4 separate regions of the Mus musculus genome follow, and all the other regions are linked to region 3. The links are chromatin contacts, called in public HiChIP or PLAC-seq and capture Hi-C maps. All regions are on one chromosome and are shown on one strand. Each heading gives the region's core, a stretch centred on a gene start, on an enhancer-like site or on the middle of the called end of the contact. The rest is flanking DNA. Distances are from core to core; before and after follow the strand shown.

Region 1 (3,845 bases), core at 311-2,810, 390 kb before region 3:
ATGTCTATTTGAAACAAAGTATTACTGTTTCCCTAATCTGGTCTCAACTGACTTTAAGGGATCCTCCTGCCTCAGCCTCCCAAGTAGGATGGGATGGTAGGTCCAGATTTGAAAGCTTCTTCGGTTTTTTTGGTTTTTGATTTTTTTTTTTTTTTTTTTTTTTTTTTTTGGTTTTTCGAGACAGGTTTTTCTCTGTGTAGCCCTGGCTGTCCTGGAACTCACTCTGTAGACTAGGCTGGCCTTAAACTCAGAAATCCGCCTGCCTCTGCCTCCCAATTGGTGGGATTAAAGGTGTGCGCCACCACCGCCCAGCTGAAAGCTTCATAAACATTCCAAGCAACACACTTCCAGTGGAAGGCTCACCTTTGAGAGTGGCCACAGCTTCTCCCACTTGTCGCAGGAGGAAAGCCCCATCTTCCACATCTTTCAGGGTCACCACTCTGCCAGTGGAGGAAGAGTCCTTCTTCAAGTCCTCAACAAAGTCCTCCAGCTCACTGTGGGGAGGCAGAGAGCAGATGGAACTGAGCATGGAGGGTCTCAGAAAGGACACGTGCAGGAGCAGGGGCTCTCCCATTTTCTGCTGTGTCCCAGCCCTATCTTAAGCTTCCAAGGAGGAGGTGGGAGCACAGTCGATAGTAGTTTGCTTTGCAATATTGCATGGCTATGTAAGGTAGCAACGGGAGAGCTCTCCCGTGTCTGTCATTTGTGGTTCAGATTGGTCCCGGGTGGGGGTGGAGTGGGCACTTGATACATTCTTAACTTTCAGTTGTATTCATGCCAGCCAAGAGAACAATGTGCACACTTGGTGACCAGGAATGGAGGGAGAGAAAGACAGAGGGGAGAGAGTCCTGATAGATTAGGATGGAGGCAGAAGATGGGGGCTGGGGGTAGCCTAAGAGGGGGGTATGAACCAGTACTACAGTGAAGTGTGTTAGCTCACTTTAGACAACCAGGTTTCTCAATTTTAGTACCTGACATTTTGAACCATATAGCTTCATTTTTAGTGCAGGGCTGTCTTACACAATGAAGGATGTGCATCCTTGGCCCCTTCCTGCTGAGTAGCAGTAGCAAGCAATCACAAATTCCAATAATTTGTGACACATGTGAATGTCCCTTGACATGGTCAAATATCCCTGGGAAAGAGAGAGCAAAACTGCCCTCAAAATCCCCTAATGGATAGCCTCTCTCTAGTGTACCTGACTGTCCCATCATTAATGACTGTCTCTCTTCTCTCACAACTAAGAACTTAGAGATCTGATTTCTGGAGGGAGGGAGGGACGGATGGAGGGGTTGGGATGGAGAGAGAGAACAGATATCAACTCCAACACAGCCAAGTTATATTCTTCCACTTGAAACAACAAAAACAATTTGCCCAGATGTGTTTGTATCCTTTCAAGTTGCCTGCAAATTCAAGAGAAAGCTCTTAAAGGACGAGGGTGCTAAGAAATGCAAGACCACTAGGTGGCAGTAAGTGAATGGCGGCTGTACTTCCTGGCGCCTTAGTGGAGGAGAGGATGGCCTCACAAGACATGGGCCCTTTCCTCTAGGTGAGTGAGTAGAAAGGAGCTAATGCAGCCACAGGAGGGAGTCCAGCAGGGCAGGACATACATTCAACAAGGATGAAGTCACACGTGACACATCTGACCTCTTCTGAGCAGGGGGATGAAGTATTTGGTGATGCCAGCCATTCTGATACAGAAATCTCTGATGAAAGGATGCCCCGTTAGGGTCTGCATCTGTTAAACACACCTGGTGTTAGGTGAGCATACCTACAGGGCACATGCAGCTGCTGCTCCTTGGGGTGGAGCTGGGCCAATCCTTGTCAGACCTCTAAATGGTCCATTGGTGAGGGAGGTTCCCTGGTAGACCAAGCAGTCTCCTGCATTCTTTCAGGCTTTGATGAAGCCCTTCCAAGCTAAGACTCCAGGGCCCCCAGTTCCTTCAACCACCCACAAACTGGTCAATATGCAAATACTCCTCCAAGGAGATGTTCCATGACCCAAAGCCACTCCATCCAGATAAACTCCTATTTTAGTTTCTCTTACCCAGTCTGCCTCCTGCGCATCATATCCCTGCAACCCAAAGTTCCCCAAACTCTGCTCCCCTTTGACGGGCAGCAGGGAACCTCTGACACCATTATTCTGCCAATTCATGTGCTTGTGATTCCTATTTCGAGCTCTGAAGGCCACTTTTATTAATTCAGAGATTGAAAAAGAGACAGTGCTGCTGAAAATGAGTGCAGACGGCCTTTTGAAAGTCATCAATGGGCTTTTGAAATAGGTAGGCTTTGCTCAAGAAGACGTCAGACATTCATGGGGCCTCCAGATTTCAGCATGGCCTTAAGCTGCTTTTTATTCTGCCTTTGTTGAAAAGAAGCCCATTGTTTGTTAAACTGAACTTAGTCTGACTCTTATTAGAAGCTGTTATTTCCAAGTAGAAAACCATGAAAGATATTGACTCATTTTTTTTTTCTGTTCTTTAATCCCCACTTTCACTCCTCTGTCCTCATGTTCAGAGGACCCAAGCCTAACAGTTCTACCAGAGTATTTCTTTTCTGGAATTTAGAAGGAAGGGAAAGGGACAGAGAAGGGCCAGCAAAGAGCAGGCGTTACTTCTCAGTAGCCCTGAGCCAGGTTCTAGAATATCTTACCTAAGCTCGCTCTCCTGTCATACGGATCCACCCAGTTACCCTAGTCTATGTCTGTTTAAGGTATAAGAAACAGATATGATAATATTAAGGAGATATATATGTATTCCATAACTTTTAAATTAGTGTTGTGTGACTGTGCATGCAGAAGGCAGAAGACAACTTTCTAGAGTTGGTTTTCAGGGTCTATTGTGGGCTCCCATGATCTTACAGTCTTTGCAAGCACAGCCTAGACAGGTACCAAGCAGGTCTCCAAAGCAGGAGTATGACCCATAGAAGACACCAAGCCAAGGAGAATGATACCGTTCAACTGTGAGATGTGATTAGGACCATGGACCCAATTCTCCTGCCAATCCCCAACCCTGTGGTTTTCTAAGGATGCCCCACATTTTCCTGGCCCAGAGATATACTGTCATGGGGCCTGCTGAGTTTCCCAGACCTTAAAGGAGGGACAGTTGGGACAAAGATACCAGGCTCAGCAGATCTCTAGCTTACACAATAGGTGCTCATTAAAGAGAGGGAGAGAAATACCAGCTAAGAAGGTCACCCTGTGAACAAAGACAGTTTTTCTCTTCAGGGTGACTCACCATAACTTTTTGACAATCCGCTCTTCTTCGTGGAGGTACTTCTGTCTCTCTTGCTCCACCAGGGTGCGCTGACGCTGTACCGGATCCTCTAGTCTCTTCATGGTCTCCTTCACTTTGTTACTGATTTCCAGCTCAGCCTTCTTCATCATCGCCCTCAGAATCTCCTGGTTCTGCAGCTGTTGAACAAAAGAAATCAGCCTCCATTGGCTTCATCTGTCTGCTATCATGAAGCCTGAATGCCCTGCAGTCTTCAGAAGTGGGCACAGAGAAAACCCACAGCTGAATCTTTATTTCAGTAAGAAAGAGAAGAGAGCAAGGACTGTATACAGGACTGTATACAGGATTGCTTCCTCAGAGAACGGCTAAGTTTTATCAGGCAACTGACAGCTGAACTTCTGTGCCTATAAAAAAGGTAGAGTTTTTTCTAGTCTTTGGCTGCTGTTACACACACACACACACACACACACACACACACACAAACACACCACAAACTCTCACAGACGATTTTATAGAGAGGAGTCAAGAGTACTAGCATTGAAAGCCCAGTGATCAACCAGGCCTTCAGTCCTTGTCTCCCCCCAGACACTTGGATAGGCTTTCTTGCTCTCCGT
Region 2 (4,041 bases), core at 7-2,506, 280 kb before region 3:
CAGTGGACTAGAGGCAAGATCTCATGAGACACCACAGTCTAGTGATGGAGGTGCTTGAATGCCTTGAGTAGAAACTGGTGGAATCCCCTGACCTCCAAACACCTAACACAACCTGAAAATCTACTTAAGTAATTATTATATGTTAAGGAACAGTGACAAGGAAAAGAAAGTCTGTGCATATGTGGCACAGATTCAACTTATTTTTTTTCAAAGACTTTTATGTTAGGGCCAGGCAGGGTCTTGGACATGCTGGACAAGAATTGTACTACTGAGCATTATCCACAGTCCTGTAATAATTCTGGCCTGTAGCTGGTTATATCAAAGGATTCAGAACTAGCGAATACAGAGAACCGCTTATATTTATGGCTATGTGAACAGACACAACGAATATACATACATACATGCATTTATGTATGCCCTACTGCTTTTAATTCCTCTCCAAATACATGTCCTAAGAGTCCCTTGGAGAATAAATCATGCTTAGCCCCTCAACATCTCTCTCACTGTCGAAATACTCAGAAGCAACATAGAATTATTCACATAGAATAATTATAAACACAGCAGGTTTATCTCTGGGCAAATGTGTAAAGGCGGAGGGAGTTTGAGGTCTGTCCACTTCAGAGTCCACCATCAGGGTGCCAAGCCTCCACACAGCACATCCTGAGAACTACAAAGACAAAGTATGCTCCATATAGAAGTATAATGCAGAATAGGTTTCCCCACTCAGCCTGTTGAAGTGTGCATAAAAGTGTTGCCCATTCCCAACACCCAGGGGCTCCTGTATTTGAAAGGTGGTCTCCAGCTGTTTCTGGAGGTTATGGATCATTTAGGACTGTGACAGGGAGCCTCCAGTCCACATCACTGGGGGTGGAATCTGAAAGTTTATAGTCTCACTGCATTTCTGGTTTACACTGCTCCTTGTGCGCCACTGAGATGTGATCTCTCAGTTTCCTGCTCTGGCCAGCTGCTGTCATGTCTCTCTGGTGTTATGGATTCTCCCTCTGGAACCACAAGCCAAAATAAACTCTTCCTTACACGAATTGCTTTTGTTCATGATTTTTTGTCACAGCTACAAAAAGGTAACCAGGACCAGGCTCTGTGGCCAGGGTCAGACAGCAATGGCATCTCACATCCCTGGGTAACATCTGAAGAGGCAGTGCTGTAAAATCAAGGAGCTACAGGTACACAGCAGCCTCTAGTGCAGAGCTCAAGGCCTCTACAAATACCTTAGCAGCCACAACATTGCCTCGATCTCATGTTTTTGAAAATCAAGAGTTAATGCAAAAGCCCATGCTGGGAGCTGAAGAGATGGCACAGCAGTTAAGGGAGCATCCTGTGTGTGACCTTAGAGAACATAAGATGACCACTGAAATACCTTGCTAGAATTGCACACTGGGGATCTTCCGCTAAAAGGTTGTGCTGAACACTCCCTTTCCGGAATGAAGCAGCAAAACAAGCTTTACAAGGAAGCCCCGACCTACAGAGGCAGATGCAGGTAACAACCAAAAAGGTTTTAGTTCCCTCTTCTGGTGACTAAGACTTCACCTCACCTGGGGCCATCAATGCTGCTTAGGAACTTTGGGAAGGTCTTGAAACAATTGCCCCTCCGGAAGGGAGAGGCTAATTACCATTTCTAAAGGGGGGAATGAAAAGGTCAGCATAGGCCAACAATGGGCTTAAACCAACTCAAGTTGTTACCTAAGTCTACCCTTAAACTGTATAAAAAGTGTGTGCTTAGGAGATTCCTGGTTGCAGGACAGTCCCAGCGCACTGGATCAATAAACCTCTAGCTTGTTGTATCGATCTCCATCTCTGTGTTTCTGTGAGTGGGACATCCTGGATGTAAGGCTCTTCGGGTCTTACACCTGCTCTTGCAGAGGGCTTGGACGTGGTTCTCAGTAGCCATACTGGGTGACTCACAATGATCTACAGCTTCAGCCCCAGGAATCTGACACTCTTCTGGCCTCTGCAGGCATCTGCATTCAGGTGCAAGTGTGTGTACATACAGACATAAAAATAAACCCTATAAGAGTTACCCTTAAAGGGATCTACAATGAAGCCGAATTAAAAAACCTCCTCATATGATCTATAATCCTGCTATCTGGAATTTATTCAAAGAAGCCTACACACAGATGTTCTCAATGAAAGACCCACAACGTGAGGACTCCCCCACGTTCTGACTCAGGAGGGGCAACACCCCAAATCACTCACGAGAAATGGTCTCGCCGCAAACTGCAAGAGGACTTTTATTTCAAGAGCACTCTCGGACCCACCGTCATACACCACGCAGGGGTAGAGGACCATGGCACCCCAAGTAGCTCGGTAAGGGGGTATTAAAGAAAGAAACCACAACTCAAGGAGGTGGGGAGGGTGTTGTTGGAAAATACCAAAAATACCAGTTAAGAGTCACAAGGAAGTGCAAAGTCACAAGAGTCACAAGGAATACCTGGTAATTGTGCGGGTTATTTCTCAAGGCAGTTTCTAAGAGCCCCTAACAATAGCACATTTGCATAGAGGGTTCCAGCAAAGGTCAGGGTGGGTCAGGGTGACTTTCTTTGAATGAACACTCCTTGAACCCAGGAAGCGGGTGGGTGAAGGAATGTAGCAATCTGTTTTATGATTAGCATACCTTGGAACATTGAGTCACAAAGGTCACATTCTCAAGCCTGGGCCTAAAGGCCTAGAACTTTGCTTTTACATTATACTTTTTCATCAGCAGCTTTATTCTATTTATAACTATCCAAACTTGAAATCAACAAAGATGTTTATCAGAGGGTGTCTTAGTTTGGATCTTACTGCTGTATACAGACATCACAACCAAGGCATCTCTTACAAAATACAACGTTTAATTGGGGCTGGTTTACAGGTTCAATCCATTATCATCAAGGTGGGAGCATGGCAGCATCCAGACAGGCATGGTGCAGGAGGAGCTGAGTTCCACCTCTTGTTCTGAAGGCAGCTTGGAGAAGACTCGATTTCAGGCAGCTAGGATGAAGGTCTTAAAGTCGATGCCCACAGTGACACACCTACTCCAGTAAAGCCACACCTCCTAATAGAGCCAATCCCTGGGCCAAGCATATTCAAACCATCACAGAGGGTGAATATGGATAAACTGACTGATCTAGATGATGGGATATTATTTAGTGCTAAAGGGAAATTAACTACCAGTAGCAAAAAGACATGGAAGAAAGTTAAATGTGTATTACTCCACTATTAATCTGAAAGGGCCAAAGTGTCTCTTTTTATTTATTTTTTTGTTTTTTGAGACAGGATTTCTCTGTGTAGTCCCAGCTGTCCTGAAACTCATTCTGTAGACCAGGTTGGCCTCGAACTCAGAAATCCGCCTGTCTCTTCCTCCCGAGTGCTGAGATTAAAGGCGTGCGCCATCACTGCCCAGCTAAGTTGTCTCATTCTTTTTTTTTTTTTTAAAGACTTATTTATTTATTTATTTATTACTTGTAAGTACACTGTAGCTTCAGATACACCAGAAGAGGGCGTCAGATCTCATTACAGGTGGTTGTGAGCCACCATGCGGTTGCTGGGATTTGAACTTCGGACCTTCGGAAGAGCAGTCGGGTGCTCTTGCCCACTGAGCCATCTCACCAACCCCAGTTGTCTCATTCTTAATGTAGGATGTCCTAGAAAAATCAAACTCTAACAACAGTGAAAGGAAAGCTCACTTGTGGTCAGGAGTTGGTGAGGAATGAAGGTTAAATGGGCAGACTACAGAACATCTTTGGGGCAGAGAAAATACTTTCTATTATGTACAATGGTGACTTCTCCTCACTGCCTGTCTGATCTAAGAGCATGCATAAAACCAACAGTACGCTCTAGCAGCAGCCAGGTGCTGTCAGTGGTATTGACATGGCAGGGCAGGGCTATCAGGTGGGCCACTATTCCTGGCCTAAAATGAACAGATGATAAAAATTATAGCCAGGTGTGGTGGCGCACGCCTTTAATCCCAGCACTCGAGAGGCAGAGGTAGGCAGATTTCTGAGTTCGAGGCCAGCCTAGTCTACAAAATGAGTTCCAGGACAGCCA
Region 3 (3,689 bases), core at 155-2,654:
GGTTATTTTTATTTCTGTGTACTCCCGTGTGTCTGTATGCAGGTACCCAAGGAGGACAGAGAGCAGATCCCCCGGAGCTGGAGGCATAGGCAGTTGGGAGCTACCTGACATTAGTGAAGGGAACCACCCTGTCCTTTGTACGAGTAGTCTGCACTCTTAGCTGTTGGGCCATCCTCCAGCTCTCTTGGATGAGATTCTTAATCCCTCTTCCTGTTCACCGTGTGGAGCATTCTTAAGCTGTTGCCACAGGAGCCCTGCCACTTATAATGGCATCTGTTCTCTTCTCTTACCCCCAAAACCTAAGTGTGCCAGGCCCACATCTTACACAACTTGCATACTCAAACAACCTGGCCTTATTGTCTGAGGATTAATTGGCCCCCCTTTTAGCTCACCTTGTCAAAGACCAGAGTCCATTGGATGGAATGAATGCAAACAGGGGAAGGTGTGCTACTTCTAAGGGACGGGGGATTGTAGCTGCCAGTTCCAGGCAGTTTCTGAAGTCGTCTCTGGGTACCCCTCCAATGCCGTATGGCCAGGGCTGCATACGGAATGTACATCTGACCTCAGCACAATTCTGCCTGAAGACAAGGAGACCAACTGCAGAGCAAATGAGCTATAGGAGTCACAGTTTCACTGAGTTCTTGCAGATGGCCCTGATTTAGAAAAGGTATGCGAGAAATCTGTGAAGGACAACTGCCTGTCTTTACAGCATTTGGACATCTCGGAGAGCCTCAGCATCCTGTGGTGATTTTGTTAACCCGGCATCATTAGCTCCCCTTGAAGCTCGGATCTCCTTTTATTACTTCTAATTATTAAAAAAAAAAAAAAAAGACGAGACTCTAATTTCAGAATATTCACCCCCCCTGCATCCTTCTCAAGTATAATTAGCCATCAAATTCTGGAATATTCTCTTCTCTATTCTTGTGTTACTATTTTAATGCAAGCCTTACTGCTTTTTATACCAGGTTTAATCTGTAAAGATTATAACATTATAATCCCTATGTTTTAATAGATTTCTTGATGTTGAAGTTCATACATGTTTTCTCTCTCTCTCTCTCTCTCTCTCTCTCTCTCTCTCTCTCTCTCTCTCTCTCTCTCTCTCTCCAAGTGAAACAAACTTAATATCTGGGGTTTGCTCTTGATATTGTTTTTTCCTTTAAAAAAAAAAAGCAGTACTATGTGGATGAAGGGGCAGCATCCATGAGGAACATGGTCTGGGAAAGACCTCTGAATTCACAGGGAGGTCAAAGGCAGGAAGGTAGAGATGGGCCAGACTGTGGCAAACCTAGTAGGAAGGGTTAAAGAATTTGGGGTTTATTATAGAAGCAGTGGGGAATCACAGCAGGTTTGAAGCAGAGGAATGCAATAATCTATTGTGTTGCAAAATACAGAAGGGGTGAAGTAAAGGTCACTGGGTGAGCAAAATGGGAGAGCTGTGCAGATAAGAGCCATGGTGACTGTGACAGTGCCCTTGACATGACCAGAAAAAGACAAGAGACCCAGATTCAAGAGAGAAGGAGATTTACTAGTCTTCCCCAGAAGAGAGGCAGAGGGAGGGGGTACACAGGGGCATTGGGATGACCAAGTCTTCATCACAAACAATAGGGGAGACTGCTTTGTACCTCAGAAAGTGATGGGAAGAAAAGGGACTGAAATTTGGAGTAGTTTAGGATGTTGGAGTCCAAAGCAGGAATCTCTACAAGAGCACAGCAAAGACAAGTTTTAAAGCAGTTTTATTTCATTACCAGGAGTTTGGAAATCACTGAGAAGGCTCTGAGAGCTGCTATCTGCAGCCTGTCCATTGTGTAATATATAACTTCACATGGGCAAACTAACCAGTGCCAAGAAATAAGGTCTTTTGTTTTTGAGCTCTGTAAAACTGAAACACATCTCTCAACCAAGAGATTCAGGTCAAATACCCAAGGCGTGCCTGCTGTGAGACAACACCAGTTATTCTGGGGAAAGCCAGTTTTGTGTATCTAAACCCCCTTAAATTATTTCCTGGAAAGGTGGATTTTGCATTGGGTTGGCTTTTTTGGTAAAGTCACCTTGCTACAGGCTAGTTGTCACAAGTTAGTTGGTCTGCTGTGTGGTGTGTCAGATTTGAGTCCTGCAATCATAGCAGTGTGAGACATAAACATGGCATTATTTTACCCATTTGGTATCTGCAACCATGGGGCTGGAGAAGGAAGACAGTGGCTGTGGCCTGGGCTGGAGCCTCAGGGAACATCAACATGGAATGGCAAGAAAGAGCTTGCAGATGAGTCTGGGCAAGCCATGCCAGAGAAGGAGGAGGAAAGGACAATATGGTACTGATAAAGCTAAGGGAAGAATCTATGCTAAGCAGGGCAGGATGGGTGAGTTCAGCGGTCCCTGTATTGAGTGCAGGAAGGCAAGCCGAGGATTATTGACTCATTGGTGGTTATTACAATTCTTTGTTGTCGTAGTTAGGGCCTCTATTGTTGTGATAACACATCACGACTGAAAGAAATTAGGGAAGGGAAAGCTTTATTTTACTCACAGTTCCATAGAACAGTTCATCATCCAAAGCAAGGAAGCGGGAACTCAGGCAGGATAGGAACCTGCAGGCAGGAACTGATACAGCATCATTTTGTAATGCTTAGGGTTGACCCCAAGGCTTTACATGCTAGGTAAGTACTCTAGCAATGTACCTTGACACCAAGACCCCTGGCCAATGCTTACTAGTTTGCTCCTGATGGCTTGCTCTGTCTGCTTTCTTATATATCCCAGGACCACCAGCCCAGGGATGGCACCACCTGCCATGGGCTGGGCCCTCTTCCATCAATCACCAGTAAGAAAATGCTCTGCAGGCTTGCTTATAGGGCAATCTTATGAAGGCATGTTCTCAACTGAAGTTCCCTCCTCTCAAGTGACTTTAACTTGTTTCAGTCTGATATAAAACTAGCCAGCACATTTGCTAAAACTTTTCTTAGTTGATACTTAGTTAGATGACTCTGATGTCTTCTCACATCCTGTTTTATTCTTAGTTTGTAATTGGATAACCCCAATTTACATGCTAGGTAAGTACTCTAGCAATGTGCTTTGACTCCCAGGCCTCTGGCCAATGCTTTGAAGACATTATATACTAAGTATGTTCACTTTTCACTACAGAATACTCTAGGTTCTGACAAAAATCACGTGTTTGCAAGTATACTCTATTGCCCGGATTCCTCCATGTTAACCTTCTGCAGTTCTATCTTTCTCCTCCAATCCTGGAAACTGATGATATATTTTCCATAGCTGAGGCCCCCTCCCCACCCCCCGAGAATGTTATAACTTAAATCATACAGTATATTGAATGAAAAAAAAAAAAAGGAAAGGAAAGGAAAGGACATGACTGCTCCTAGATATGGTGGAGCAGAAAGTTTATTATAGATGTGTGAGAGAGCATAGCCAGAGGCATACTCAGTGGTTGTGACCCTGAACCATGTGGGGAGACAGGGAGGGGAGGGAGAGAGGGGAGCCCAGTACAGTAGCCAGGAGGTCAGTACAATAGGAGCAAATGAGGCAGAGAAGGGCACAGACTGGGGGGGGGGCAGAGAGAGAGAGAGAGAGAGAGAGAGAGAGAGAGAGAGGCAGAGAGAGGGACACAAAGAGTAGCTAACCAAAATGTCTGGAATATATAAGGAAGGGCCTCTGGGGAAGGGCAGTCCAGCCTCCGGACTGGA
Region 4 (3,978 bases), core at 744-3,243, 360 kb before region 3:
TTTCGATTTGTTTTTCCTCCTCGCTATCACCGGGGTCTATGCTTATTTGCTAAAAGCTTGGTTTCTAGCCAACGGCATTGTTAGGAGCTACTGGGGCCTAGCAAAGAAAGCCATCATTAGAGAGTACTATTGAAGGAAATGTTGGGACCCTGACTTATCCCTGAGTTTCCTGTCTGCCATGAGGTAAGAGGCTTCAGTCTACCCAAAACACCCAAGTCATGCTGTCCTGCCTCACCACAAGCAACTGTGCTAATCAACCCAAACAACTGCAGACTGATGTCATAATCCAAAATAAATCACTATGATTTTTAAGATGTTTTAACTCAGGCATTTAGTTACAGCAATGGAAATCTTTACAACTCAGATTATTCTCTCTCTCTCTCTCTCTCTCTCTCTCTCTCTCTCTCTCTCTCTCCCTCTCTCTCCTTGAAGAAAGTGAGAAATGGTTGGTGAGCATAGGCTGTGAGGACTACCAACATGAGGGTCCATTGTATCCGCACAGGGCCTTCCACAAGATCAGTGTCCCTGCAGGTAGAACACTGATAGAATTGAACTCTTATTCTTACAAGGACTGAAGGTATTTTTCACAATTGGATAGTGAACAGGTTTCAAGCCCTTGCTTGTTCACGCCCTGTTTCTACGGTATGAGAGGAAACACTCCCTAATTAACTAAAGATGCTGTTAAGGGATGAAGTCAACAGAACACCAGAATCCAGGTCCTCTTGCTATGCTTGAAGCCTTGCAAGTAACTAATCTATTCATTTTCCATTTCTGCTCAAAGTTACCCTACTGGGGACAAGTTAAGCAACTAAGACACCATCCTGAAAGCACCATGCAGGTGCAACCACAAATGCAGTCTTCAAAGCAGGTAAGTCCCTGCTAAGTTGAGACCCAGGGGCCAGCACACATGCAGTGGAGATCATGGCTGAGGATGCCAAAGGTCTGCCAGCATTTGGATCTTCAATGTCTCCCAAAGGCTGGTGTGGTAAAGGATTCATTCCTAGTCTGTGGTAGGACTGGGGGAGTGCGAGCTTTAGGAAGTGGGTGAGTATGCTCTTGACAGGAATACGTGACCTTGGCTCATTTTGCCTTGCTTTGCTTCCTGGCTGCCATAAATTACAAAGACGTCTTCTGATACATACGTCACTTTGATAAAAGTACAGCTCAGGCTCAAGGTGACAGGGTTAAGTGAACATGTACTGGAATCTCTGAACCCATGATCCATGGGCCCTTCCCCTTAGCCTTAGATATTTTGTTACAAAGATAGCAAAGACACACACATCTCAAGTCTCAATACTGAGAGGTCACAGAGTCAAAAGACTCTGCCATTGTTAACAGAGATGCCCTTGGTCTCCTAGAAAGATCATGTCTAAAATCCAGCAGAAATTGGGATCCTAGAGTTGCAGTTAGGAGGAACTTATTTGGCACTCATAATTCTTCCCATTCTGGTTCAGTGATCCTGACTGAAAGGGGAAAAGAAGGGTGTGCCAAGTTCAGGCAAGTGGATCAAAGCTCAGACACACCCAGGCCAGGGCTCCTAAGGTGTACTGAAGCCCAATGAGGCTCTTCCCAGCACAGTAAATGCAGTCGGGAAACACTCCCAGCAGTTAATCTCCTTCACAGTTTACTTTCTGTGAGCAGACTGTACTAGTTGGGACCTGAAAATAGCCCCAAGTCAAGTGACGAGACTTAGTTGTTTTCTGGATCTGGGTGGCAGCATAACGTGATAGCTTTCTGATTTTATATCGAAGAGACTTTTCTTGATTACCGGACTTTCTGAGTCACAAAATGGGGTCTGTACTTATTTCCTTAGCACTGCACAGAACCCATGATGGGTGATCCCTTAATGTTACAGCAGACACTGAATATCAGCAAAGGAAGGGTTCTTAGGAAACATCACTAGTTTGACTGCAGAATACAGGGACTATGGCTTTCTGGCTATGGTGACACACAGCCCAGGGTAAAGCGTTTCATTTCCTGTTGGCTCTGCCAGGCGGTGACTCTAGCTACCACACCCCAGAATGAGCCAACACAAAATCAATTTTGAAGTTTCTTTCTCTTCCCTGAGGGTGCACTTCAATATTCACGCTCTGAAATGGCATTTCTTTTTTCTTTTGTTAAGTACAGGTACAAACTGGTAGAAATAGTTGTTCACTCCTGCTACAGATTATTATTTATCTGCAACTGACAGCACTATGGGGAAAGGCCCTCGGGTGCCTGAGAAAACAAGGTCCCCCATGCCAGCCTTTTCTGGAGTGGGTGGGTGAGTGGAGGAACATCCTCATAGGAGTCAGCCTTTTCTTTGACAGGATTTCCCATCATTGTCTGCATTGTTGTTAACTCCTGATCTTCGTGCCTCAGCCTCCTGAGCTTCTGGGAATTACACGTGTGTCTCCTGTGCCTGGCTCCTACCTACTTAATCTATAAAATTCTAGCATGAAGGCCAGAGAAATAAAATGACTCAAAGCTGGGTTGTGGTAGTGGTAGCACACGGCTTTAATCTCAGCACTCAGGAGGCAGTGGTAGGCAAAACTCTTGAGATTTTAGTCAGCACTCCACACCATACCATACGATACCATACCAAACCAATCCAAAAAGAACGACTCAGATAAAGAAGGAAGACATTTCTTATCTGATACCGCCCTAATGTTCTTACTGCCTGTCACCTTTCTAGTGGCTCGTGGGTGATAGAGGAAGTAGGGCCCTATTACCTTTATTACAAACAGCATAGAGGCAGCATCATGTCGAGACCCCAGTTTATTCAAATGGCTCCAGTTATCACATTCTGGACTGTCTCTCCTTTTTATTTTCTGTAAAGTCAGGCTTCAGGACAAGTGGCCTCCAAACCCCTTTTGTCTCTGAGGGTGGACAAGGAGGGCATGACTTCTTTCACAGCAGTACAGTAAGTAATATTAGTTTTTGTTTTTTTTTTTAAATAAAAAAGACCTACCACTTTTGGAAAGCAGGAATTGATGCTTACAGTTAGCTGTTATTTTGAATCACATCATTCATGAAAACTAAGGCCTAGAGTTTAAATAAGGATAAATGTCACCCACTTGACCATCAATTGGAGAGACAATGAATCCTAACCCAGCTAAGACATGGTGTGGGCATCACGAGAGCCTGAGTTACATAGACGAGCCTTGTTTTCAGGCCCAGGGCAATCACACTGATTTCTACAGCTTCCTGGAGGCTGGATCTGTCCCTAAGCCTTGATTCTTCTCTTTGGAGAGGTTCTGCTTGGGAACCAAAAAGAGTTGTCTGAATGTTAAATTGCTTGGGGCGACTCCATTTTCCTTGAGCCAGACTCAAGGCTTCTGATTGACAACACCTCTGGAGAGACAGTCGTGTTTTAATTGGACCTAACTAGTGACAGGTAACATCTGTTTCTCTGGAGAAGCTGGTTTGTTTAAAGTAGCTCAGACTTTATAGTGGCCATTCCCTGGTATTTTGGACAGGTTATTTTTGGAGTAAGTATAGGGAGAACTATCTTCATATATCTGATAGATGGCTAAAATATTTATTAGACATCTGTTGCATGAGCTTAGTGGTCTATTGCATACCTACCAAATATTCTTTACCAATGAGGTTATATTCCTGGGAAATGTAGTAATAATTCAACATATAAGCACCTACTTGATTTCTCAGACTGGCAAAACACCCTTTCATGATGTCATTTTATAGGTACTGTAATGGTAGAAATATAGCCAGTTTTGGATAAACACCAGTTGGCCTTCTTCTTCTTCTTTCATTATGTGCAGACCATAAATCCCAGAGCATCGGAGGATTATCACGGAGCTCCCAGATGGGCCTGACTTAGGAAAGTGCTCCTGTTTCTGAATTCTTAGCAATTACAGTCTATATCACTGCTTTGGAATTAATTATGTACAAGCATTCTCCCCCACCCCCAACCAATTATGGTAGGGTTGTAATTGAAAAGTTTACTTGTACTTTCATTGTTTAGGACTTGGACTAAAT

What was found. HiChIP or PLAC-seq counts read pairs in DNA pulled down with a chosen protein or histone mark. Capture Hi-C pulls out chosen DNA fragments and counts their contacts.
Region 1: a capture Hi-C map of embryonic stem cells shows a contact between it and region 3, with 4 times the contacts expected there. The contact joins two enhancer-like sites. A contact is called at or near these places in 3 of 484 Hi-C or Micro-C datasets (embryonic stem cells and trophoblast stem cells), 1 of 115 datasets of contacts at active chromatin or transcription factors (embryonic stem cells) and 1 of 9 other capture datasets (embryonic stem cells).
Region 2: an H3K27ac HiChIP or PLAC-seq map of embryonic stem cells shows a contact between it and region 3, with 7 read pairs. The contact joins two enhancer-like sites. A contact is called at or near these places in 1 of 484 Hi-C or Micro-C datasets (embryonic stem cells), 7 of 115 datasets of contacts at active chromatin or transcription factors (embryonic stem cells, epiblast stem cells and stem cell-derived neural progenitor cells) and 1 of 9 other capture datasets (embryonic stem cells).
Region 4: a contact with region 3 is called in an H3K27ac HiChIP or PLAC-seq map of embryonic stem cells, with 2.6 times the contacts expected there. The contact joins two enhancer-like sites. A contact is called at or near these places in 1 of 115 datasets of contacts at active chromatin or transcription factors (embryonic stem cells) and 1 of 9 other capture datasets (embryonic stem cells).

Annotation. Positions count from the first base shown.
Region 1 is chr2:20,777,591-20,781,435 of GRCm38.p6, reverse strand. It overlaps Etl4 (enhancer trap locus 4), which reads right to left. Exons shown (of 22, transcript NM_001081006.1): 11 at 3,235-3,410; 12 at 364-494. Among named protein-coding and RNA genes, the nearest start is that of Arhgap21, 190 kb to the left of the region's middle. Within about 2 kb of position 1,560, at least 18 of the 459 cell types and tissues checked have an H3K27ac peak or open chromatin away from gene starts, as enhancers often do. A contact at or near this core is called in embryonic stem cells, where this site is marked.
Region 2 is chr2:20,667,021-20,671,061 of GRCm38.p6, reverse strand. The region is part of intron 4 of Etl4 (enhancer trap locus 4); the gene reads right to left. Among named protein-coding and RNA genes, the nearest start is that of Arhgap21, 300 kb to the left of the region's middle. Within about 2 kb of position 1,256, at least 16 of the 459 cell types and tissues checked have an H3K27ac peak or open chromatin away from gene starts, as enhancers often do. A contact at or near this core is called in embryonic stem cells, where this site is marked.
Region 3 is chr2:20,392,021-20,395,709 of GRCm38.p6, reverse strand. All of the region lies in intron 2 of Etl4 (enhancer trap locus 4), which reads right to left. Among named protein-coding and RNA genes, the nearest start is that of Gm17171, 61 kb to the right of the region's middle. Within about 2 kb of position 1,404, at least 11 of the 459 cell types and tissues checked have an H3K27ac peak or open chromatin away from gene starts, as enhancers often do. A contact at or near this core is called in embryonic stem cells, where this site is marked.
Region 4 is chr2:20,751,501-20,755,478 of GRCm38.p6, reverse strand. The region is part of intron 7 of Etl4 (enhancer trap locus 4); the gene reads right to left. Among named protein-coding and RNA genes, the nearest start is that of Arhgap21, 210 kb to the left of the region's middle. Within about 2 kb of position 1,993, at least 51 of the 459 cell types and tissues checked have an H3K27ac peak or open chromatin away from gene starts, as enhancers often do. A contact at or near this core is called in embryonic stem cells, where this site is marked.